Linked DNA regions of Rattus norvegicus: all the other regions are linked to region 3. A link is a contact called in public Hi-C data. All regions are on one chromosome and are shown on one strand. The core of a region is the stretch at or near the end of the contact, and the rest is flanking DNA. Distances in the headings are between cores, read along the strand shown. Region 1 has its middle 140 kb from the start of Mtcl1. Region 2 has its middle 110 kb from the start of Smokl9. Region 3 holds the start of Mtcl1 (microtubule crosslinking factor 1).

What was found. A called contact is a pair of places that touch in the nucleus more often than the background predicts.
Region 1: a Hi-C map of the Rat2 cell line shows a contact between it and region 3, with 3 times the contacts expected there. The contact joins the enhancer-like site here to the promoter of Mtcl1 in region 3. A contact is called at or near these places in 3 of 12 Hi-C or Micro-C datasets (the Rat2 cell line, kidney and liver).
Region 2: a contact with region 3 is called in a Hi-C map of hepatocytes, with 2.2 times the contacts expected there. The contact joins the enhancer-like site here to the promoter of Mtcl1 in region 3. A contact is called at or near these places in 7 of 12 Hi-C or Micro-C datasets (the A7r5 cell line, Schwann cells, frontal cortex and 4 more).

Annotation. Positions count from the first base shown.
Region 1 is chr9:113,749,566-113,752,265 of GRCr8, reverse strand. It overlaps a transcript of Mtcl1 not described here. Among named protein-coding and RNA genes, the nearest start is that of Mtcl1, 140 kb to the left of the region's middle. Within about 2 kb of position 1,400, at least 17 of the 93 cell types and tissues checked have an H3K27ac peak or open chromatin away from gene starts, as enhancers often do.
Region 2 is chr9:113,680,128-113,682,827 of GRCr8, reverse strand. No RefSeq gene overlaps it. Among named protein-coding and RNA genes, the nearest start is that of Smokl9, 110 kb to the right of the region's middle. Within about 2 kb of position 1,362, at least 13 of the 93 cell types and tissues checked have an H3K27ac peak or open chromatin away from gene starts, as enhancers often do. A contact at or near this core is called in the A7r5 cell line, where this site is marked.
Region 3 is chr9:113,886,705-113,889,404 of GRCr8, reverse strand. Mtcl1 (microtubule crosslinking factor 1) reads left to right here and starts at 1,307. Exons shown (of 14, transcript NM_001427344.1): 1 at 1,307-2,700. The coding sequence starts at 1,701.

The DNA of each region.
Region 1 (2,700 bases), core at 151-2,650, 140 kb after region 3:
ACATAGATAGAGGTTGTTATCGATATTTCTTAAGGGATGGATCTCTGTAGGTCAATCTATCTTACCCAGGTGAGTGGTTTACATCTTTATCAACTGGTTGTGAATTTATTGTGTGTATGTCTTCCGGATTGAGAATTTAACATATAAATCTGATTGTTGGGTTACAGTTTACTGAGTCATGATGTCACCGGGTAGTTGGAAGTTTACCCTTTAATTACCAGAGGGCGGTTGATGGGGGTTGAGCAGAGTCTGTGTCAGGGAGCCACAGGAGGCCAGCCCCATGCTGGACTTCTAGAGCCCTGATTTTACCAGGTCGCTGGAACCAGAGAGTTTGCAGCTAGAAGACAGCCACCAGGAGAGATACGAACCAGAGATAAATTATGGTTAGTTCCATATGGCCCAGCAGTGCCAGAACTGACTCAAGGGACCAGCATGGCAAGGTAACATGCTAGAACAGCTCGTGGATGCCTGGGTCAAAGAGTACTTGGGGGCAACGTGGAGCTACTGAGACAAAAATACCCTGCAGTGCCACGTGGCCCCACAGGTGCCAGCAATAGCGCGAGATAAAAGGTTCCCCCACATTTTTTAATGTTTCCCACAACACCCAGGAAGGAGTCGTATCACCAACTTCATATGCTCTGTCTCCTATGTACTTAGTGTAAGAGACTGAGCCACAAGCACAGCCCGTGGGAGCCTCTAGTAACATCCTGTTAGGGAAGACACAATTCGTCGGCATTCAACAATAATTCGCGTCCCTTCCAACTTCTGACCACACAGCCACCGACTCTTCCTGTGAGTCTTGCGCCCACTGCACAGTCTCCATTCTTCATCCACCCCTTTTAACTCTATCCTGGAGCTGGTGTAAGGTGTTCAGTGTAAAGTCTGTGGCCAAGACTCTTTCATTTAGCCAATCGACCTACTAACCATATATCATACTCTAGCCTAGAGGACACAGGGATGACCATGTTTCTGTCTCAGAAACAATCTGGAGAGAAAAGGCTCAAGTTCCCCCTTGTTATCTCTCAGAGTGACAGAAAACACAAAAGGTAAAGCCAGGAAGATGACATTTTCTCAGGGATGTTTGTTCGCTAGTTTGGCTCACTCTGGGATGACAGCTTGACTCTCACAGGCCTGCCCTCCTCACTAATTCTTTCTGTCGTTGGCTCTTTTGCTCTGAACTTTACCATGACCATCTCTGGGTATTTGTGGGGGTTCTATTGAAATTAAAGAATCCTGGACGCAGCATCCATACAAAATCGATAAGTGATTGACACACATGCTCACTGCTCCCTAGGGAGGAGGTACTGCCTCCTGGTTGGTGTAATGGGGCAGACAGAGCCCAGGAGTTCACTGCTTCCTCTGTAATGCCTCTGCCTTCGCTATCAGCTCTGACTCATCCATCCTCCTGCTAACGCAATCGCTAAAAGATCTTTGTCCACCGGCCTCTTTGTCCAGCAAGCGAGCCGCCCTTCCTGGACTCTGCAGGGCTCTGTTCACAGCTGCAGCCCCTTCCTCAGGCCTCGGGCTCTGCTTGCTTTCACAGCTCGTTCTGCAGTCAGCAGTCCTGGCAAATTGGTCCTCTGGCTGTGGCTGTGGCAGACACAGAAGTAATGCCTCCCCAGGGGACCCATCTGCAACCGCTCCTCTGCACACAGGCACAGGGCAGGACAGCAAAGCAGAATCTGGGCACGATGGGGAGCTCTGAGTCACTTCATGATGCCTGTGACAGGGCCTCTGGAGGCTGGGTAAAGAGGGAAACCGTACCCAGAGAAAATCTGGAAGGATCAGACTTGAGGTCCAAGGACAGGGACTCACAAATAATGGGGAAGGAAACTCAGCACAGCAGAGGGTAACTATTGGGGTTGAGATTGGCCGGAAGGGGCAGAAATCCAAAGATCCACTGAGTCTTCAGCACAGCGAATATCTTCCCTGTAGAAACTTGAGTTTGCTGGGCTGCTAAGGAGCTTTTTGAGCGTAGGAACCCGAGTTCATTTTATACTATAGCTGTCAGACTCAACCGGAGAGCTTTAGCTCGGGTCTCCCTGCTGCCTGTCCCCTGGACCACTCGCTGCCCAACACTACTTCCTTTTGGGGGTTGGAGGTGAGGTGGCGCAGAATCAACTGGGCAGACTGGGAGCAGGAGAGAACCTGCAGCAAGCTCGTGGGAACGCTGCTACTAGCTTGGTTAATACCCTCCACCCATGCACCATTGGTCCTCAGTAAGAAACTCTTCCAAAAAGCCGTTCCTGATTGGCTGGCATCGTCTGCATCAGCAATCCTTGGTCTCTCCTGCAGTCTTCAATTAGGTCCTCCAGGAGGAGCTGCCTTTGTGGCTGCGCCCCCTCCCCCCCATTATGCAGAGGCCTCTGGTTCACCGCTGCATTACTCCACAGAGCAGATGAGAAGAAGTAATGAATTTCTGTGAGGAAAGTTCTCACAAGTTACACGTGGCTCCCCTGCTTGTGTGTCTCTGAGGTGGAAGTCAGTGACAGCTCCACGTGGCATTGAGAGAAGTCACCTCACGTTCAACTGCAGACTTCCCACTAACTTCCATGAATAACATGAGTAAACTCTCAACACTTAAGGTCCCAGAGGTGGAGCGCTTTCAGGGTGACAGATACAGCAAGCAGGCAGCTAAAAGACTGCAAAAGGTGGCGGGCAGTCTGAAGTTAAGGGACAGTGAGGTTGATCTGCTGAGTA
Region 2 (2,700 bases), core at 113-2,612, 210 kb after region 3:
AGCCTCAGGTGTGTGCCCACCGAGTCTCTGGGTCTCGACCTGCTCTACCTTACCAAACTTCCTGGCATGGTTTACACCCCACAGGGCATCTTCCCAGGGCACTGGAGTCACACTAAAAAACGGGCAGTTGGGAAGACTGTATCTTTTAAAGGGAATGACAATAAACAGGAGAACTATGTTTTCCCAGAGAAGAAACTTGTTTAAAAACAAAACAAACAGAAATAGGCTGGGTGTAGCGGCTCACATCTGTAATCCCAGCATCTGGGAGGTAGAGGCTGGAAGATGAGGAATTCAGTATCACCCGTGGTGTGATGGTTTGTATATACTCAGGGAGTGGCACTATTAGGAGGTGTGGCCTTGTTGGAGTGGGTGTGGCCTTGTTGGAGTGGGTGTGTCACTCTGAGTGGGCTTTAAGACCCTCATCTGAGCTTCCTGGAAGTCAGTATTCTGCTTGCAGCCTTCAGATGAAGATGTAGAACCCTCAGCTCCTCCTGCACCAGGCCTGCCTGGATGCTGCCATGTTCCCACCTTGATGATAGTGGACTGAACCTCTGAACCTGTAAGCCAGCCCCAATTAAATGTTGTCCTTATGAGAGTTGTCTTGGGTTGGGGATTTAGCTCAGGGTAGAGCGCTTGCCTAGCAAGTGCAAGGCCCTGGGTTCGGTCCCCAGCTCCGAAAAAAAAAAAAAAAAAAAGAGTTGTCTTTTGTCTTGGTCATGGTGTCTGTTCACAGCAGTAAAACCCTAACTAAGACACATGGTTATATGACTCCCTCCCAAATAAAAGAACCAAACAATGGATAAATAAAATATAATAACAAAAGTGGAATGCTCTGGTTGAATGTGTCTGAATTGGAACCTTCGAGGCTGTGGCAAGGCTAGTTTACAAACTCGCCAGAAATTCTCAGCTTCTTCTCTTGTTCTGCCTTCAAGCTCTGGACCTTCCAACACTCAGATCGGGATGCCCTCCAGATTCAATTCAATTCACTTCCTAAAGAAAACCAAATGGTCCAGGGGAAAAGCAGGCTTCCTGTCTGCCCCAGCTCTCTACCCTGGGGAAAAGTCACTCCACCAGGGTTGCTTCTCTGTTCCTGTCCTGACCTTGGAGCCAAGCCATAGAAGGGAGGAAGGGGCCCCTGCTAAATGAGGAGATAGATGCTCCCCACAACTGGCACGGACCAGAGCCGGGCCTTTATTCGGTATCGCAGAGCAACAGACCCTTGGTTCCCCAAGAATAATCCAGATTCCAAAATTCATTAGAGGGATTCCCCAAACTCAGAAAAGGTCCTGGGGTTCATGGTTGTGGTTTCCTGTGGAAAGAGATGGGGAAATCCTTAAAGGAAGAAGACAAACTGACCATGGGGTGGCAGGATGCCTGGCACTGGCATAAAGATGGTTTAGATCATAGTTTACCCCAAGTCTGAAGGGAGTCAGGGTAGCCAGGGACAGTTCAATGGGTGTCAATTAGGGAGCCAAATCACCCTACCCCCCACCCACCACCACGATTTGTTTCCTTTTAGAAAAATAATATCTAGAGAGCTTACAATAAAACTATCTTTAACTCTGACTGACGTTTACAGATCTTAACACTGCCCAGTGCTCCAGGGTGAGGCGGGTCACCCCGCTCCGTCTCCAAAATGACTCAGCAGATGGCTGCTGAGTGTGACACACTCTCTAGACTGTCAGTGTTCCAAACCCAACCACGAATTCTGGGGACGCTTGAGTGTTTGATGGCTATTTCTTTTTGACCCCCAACATTTTCAAATGCCTGCTCGGTGCCAGGCTCCTGATCCAGTGCCTATGCAGACTCCCTTGCTGAATCCTCAAATGTCTGCAGAAAGCTCTATTATTATCCCTGTTTGAGCTGGTGGATTCTCTGTGAAGTCACCCGAGGTCACACGGCTAGAGCAGAGACAGACAGCCTTTGCAACGTAACCCAGACAACCAGAGCCAAGGAAGCAGACCAGGGCTGAGACGTGCTGGACATGGGCGAGCTTCGCTCACCCAAAAGTTCTGGGGGTGTCCGAAAGAGCAAGCTCAAGGTGACTTTGATGGAGAAGTTTTAATGAGGAACAGACGTGGTAGAAACAGGCAGTGAATTCTCAGGAGAGAAAATCGTACTCGAGAGAAAGTGGAGTCCCTTTATGATATTTAGGGGATGTTTCCTGGCTTCGCCTCTGGACCTTACCTCAGGCCATTTGAGTGGGGCTCTCGTTTGAAAAGGGGAAAGATGGGTAGCTGGCGATCTGGTTAGGTAATGCTCACTCCCACTCTTCCTCGCTGAGGCACTAGGCGTCGGGAGCTAGGATCTAATTATATGAGGCACCGCAAGTCCCTGGGTCAGGCTCCAAGCAGTTAGGGTCTGGTGGTTGGAAAGTGGGGAAGTTTGCTTTATACTTTTTTGGCCTCTTGTCTCAATAGTTGTCTCAATAGCATGAGTCCTGCTAACTTTAAAGAGAAGGTAAGAAAAGGCTGAAGGGTTGGGCCGTGTCCAGAGACCGGTGGATAAAGCACTTGCTGAACAAGCACGAAGCCTGACGGTTAGGTCCTCAACACTCATTAAAGCCAGGCAGGTGAGCCCCTACGCCTGTGATCTCAGCACTGGTGAGGTGGGCAAGCTGATAGGCTTAACTAGCCAAGTCCACGAGTTCTAGGATCCGTGAGAGATCCATGCCTCAGCAAACAGAGCAAAGAGTAATTA
Region 3 (2,700 bases), core at 58-2,557:
AGCACTGACTGCTCTTCCAGAGGTCCTGAGTTCAATTCCCAGCAACCACATGGTGGCTCACAACCATCTGTAATGGGATTCCGTGCATTCTTCTGGTGTCTGAAGACAGGAACTGTGTACTCATATAAATAAAAATAAATAAATCTTTAAAAAAAAGGACCGATCAGAATCCTTCACTCCCCAGGTCTAAGCCCTGCCCCACCTACACTGTGCTGTGAACTGGTCTCTCTACAAAACCAGCTTCTTTCAGGAAAAATACAGGATTCCCCCGTTGGCACCTTCTTCTTGTCCACTCTTGCTTCTCCAAATGCTGAAGATAGACGGAGAACAACTAAACTTGTCCCCGGGGCACTTATTGCCCAACATCCAAAGCCTGGGACCTAAGCCACACGCAGCATCTGTCAAAAGCACTTGACAGTCGACGGGTGAGTCCTGCTCTTTGCTCAGTTAATCGGAATCCATCAAGAATCGGTTTTCTCTGACTCTACAGGTGAGGAGGGCATCCGAGACTCAAAAGCACAAGTGTTTTGGCCACGGAGCGGAACCCCTACTCAGGCTCCTTGGACATCTCAGATCAACGAGTACAGCTGAGATTTCTGCAGAGGACCTAGGTTTGAATCCCTGCCCAGCCATGGGGTTCAGACAAGCGGCTTCCTTTCCTCGTGCCCGCGTCTCATCCTGAAGAGAGGATTTCCAATTCGGGACTGTTACCAAGAGGATAGAGCGCGTGGCAGCAGCGCCTGGCGCGAGGCTGCCGGGACTATAAATGTGAGCTCCCTTTCAGACCCCGAGCTTGGCGAGCTGCTTCTCCTATTTCTACAGCGGCTCCTCCCTCTCGGAGCTGCCCAGGCCACTGGGGGTGCCAACTGTGGAGTGCTGTGTCGGTCTTGACGCTGCATCCGGTACCAGAGATCCTTAAAGAAACTCTGGGAGAGCGGAGGGGAGCGAACTGAAGAGGGGAGGCAGGAGTCAGATAGAGGGGGTTGGGCGGAACCGAGAGAGAAGGCTGGCACCCCCTGCAGAGGGGCCCTCTACGCGGCCTGCACCTGCAGTGTCCCCAAGTGGCTGATGCCGGCTCTCTTCCCTCCCTCCACCCCAGCTTCTTCCCTTCCTAGCCGGTTGGGGTGGTAGCCCCAGTACATCCGAAGGGAGAGAGTGGTCCTCGGCCGCGTGGGCGCGTGGGCACTGCGTCCCCGGAGCTGCAGCCCCGCCCTCCTGCCAGCCCCGCCCCCTCCCCGGCCCGCTGGCAGGAGGCGGGGCGTGAGCGCCGAGCCCCGGACGGAGGGGGACGCGCGTGCAGCAGCTTCTCTCCGCCAGAGCCGCCGGGCAGAAGCCGTGGCTGCCGATCCCGGTGGACTGGCAGTGGGCGGGGAGCGGAACGCGGGAGCCCAGCGCGCGCCGCCAGACAAGTGTTTTTGTGCGAGGCCGTGGCAGCCGCCTCAGAGCTCTGAACGCTCGGTGCAGGGGATGCGAGCGGCCGCGGCGGCTGTGCCAGGAGGACCCGAGCGCCATTGACCTGAGCGAGGGGACACACTCCCTTGGGTCGTCTGAGTGCGGGGGAGGGGACGGCGGGAGCGCGGGGCGCACGCCGGGCGGGGCAGGGGGTCAGTGATGACCGGGCGCGCGGGGAGGCTGCACGCCGCCGCCGCCGCCCGGAGCATCTGCTGCCTGAGCTGCGGATCGCGGCCGCCGCCCGGGCCATGGAGACGCTGAACGGCCCTGCGGGCGGCGGCGCCCCGGACCCCAAGCCGCAGCCAGCCGGCCAGCATCACCGCCACCACCATCTGCACCCGCTGGCCGAGAGGAGGAGGCTGCACCGCGCACCCTCGCCCGCCAGACCCTTCCTCAAGGATCTACACACGCGACCCGCCACGGCCACCCCCTCTGCGGGCCGTGCCCCGACTCCCGCCGCTCCTCGCTCGCCCAGCCTTACCGGGAAGGCGCCGCCGTCGCCCGGGTCCCCGGCCGCGCCGGGTCGCCTCTCCCGACGCAGCGGCGTAGTCCCCGGCGCGAAGGACAAGCCGCCGCCGGGCGCCGGAGCCAGGTCGGCGGGTGGCGCCAAGGCCGCCCCGGGGACCAGGAGGGCGACGCGCGCGGGGCCCGCGGAGCCACTGTCCCGGGTCGGGAGGCCGGCTGGGGCCGAGCCGCCGCCTGCCCTCTCGAAGGGTCGCAAAGCCAAGCGCGGCCCCGGGACGCCTCCAGCTCGCGCCGTCGTGCCCCCCGCTCCAGCCGCCCGGGTCCCCGCTGTGACCCTCTCTGTGACCTCGGTGGCCGGCACCCGTATCAGCCACACGGACAGCAGCTCGGATCTCTCCGACTGCGCCTCCGAACCCTTGTCTGATGAGCAGCGCCTGCTCCCCGCCGCCAGCAGCGACGCCGAGTCGGGCACCGGCTCCAGTGACCGGGAACCCCTACGCGGAGCACCCACGCCGAGCTCCGGCTCCCGCGGGCCGCCGCCGGGCAGCCCCGAACCCCCTACGCTGCTCGCGGCGCCCCCTGTCGCCGGTGCCTGTCTCGGGGGCCGAAGCAGCCCAGGCGGGACCCCCTCAGGGTCTCCGGGACCCGGTTCTCAGGAGGATGTTGGGGGCCGAGCGCCACCGGAGCGGACAATTCTCGGGACCCCCAAGGAGCCTAGCTTGGGCGAACAGCCCCGGCTCTTGGTGGTGGCAGAGGAGGAGGAGCTGCTGAGGGAGATGGAGG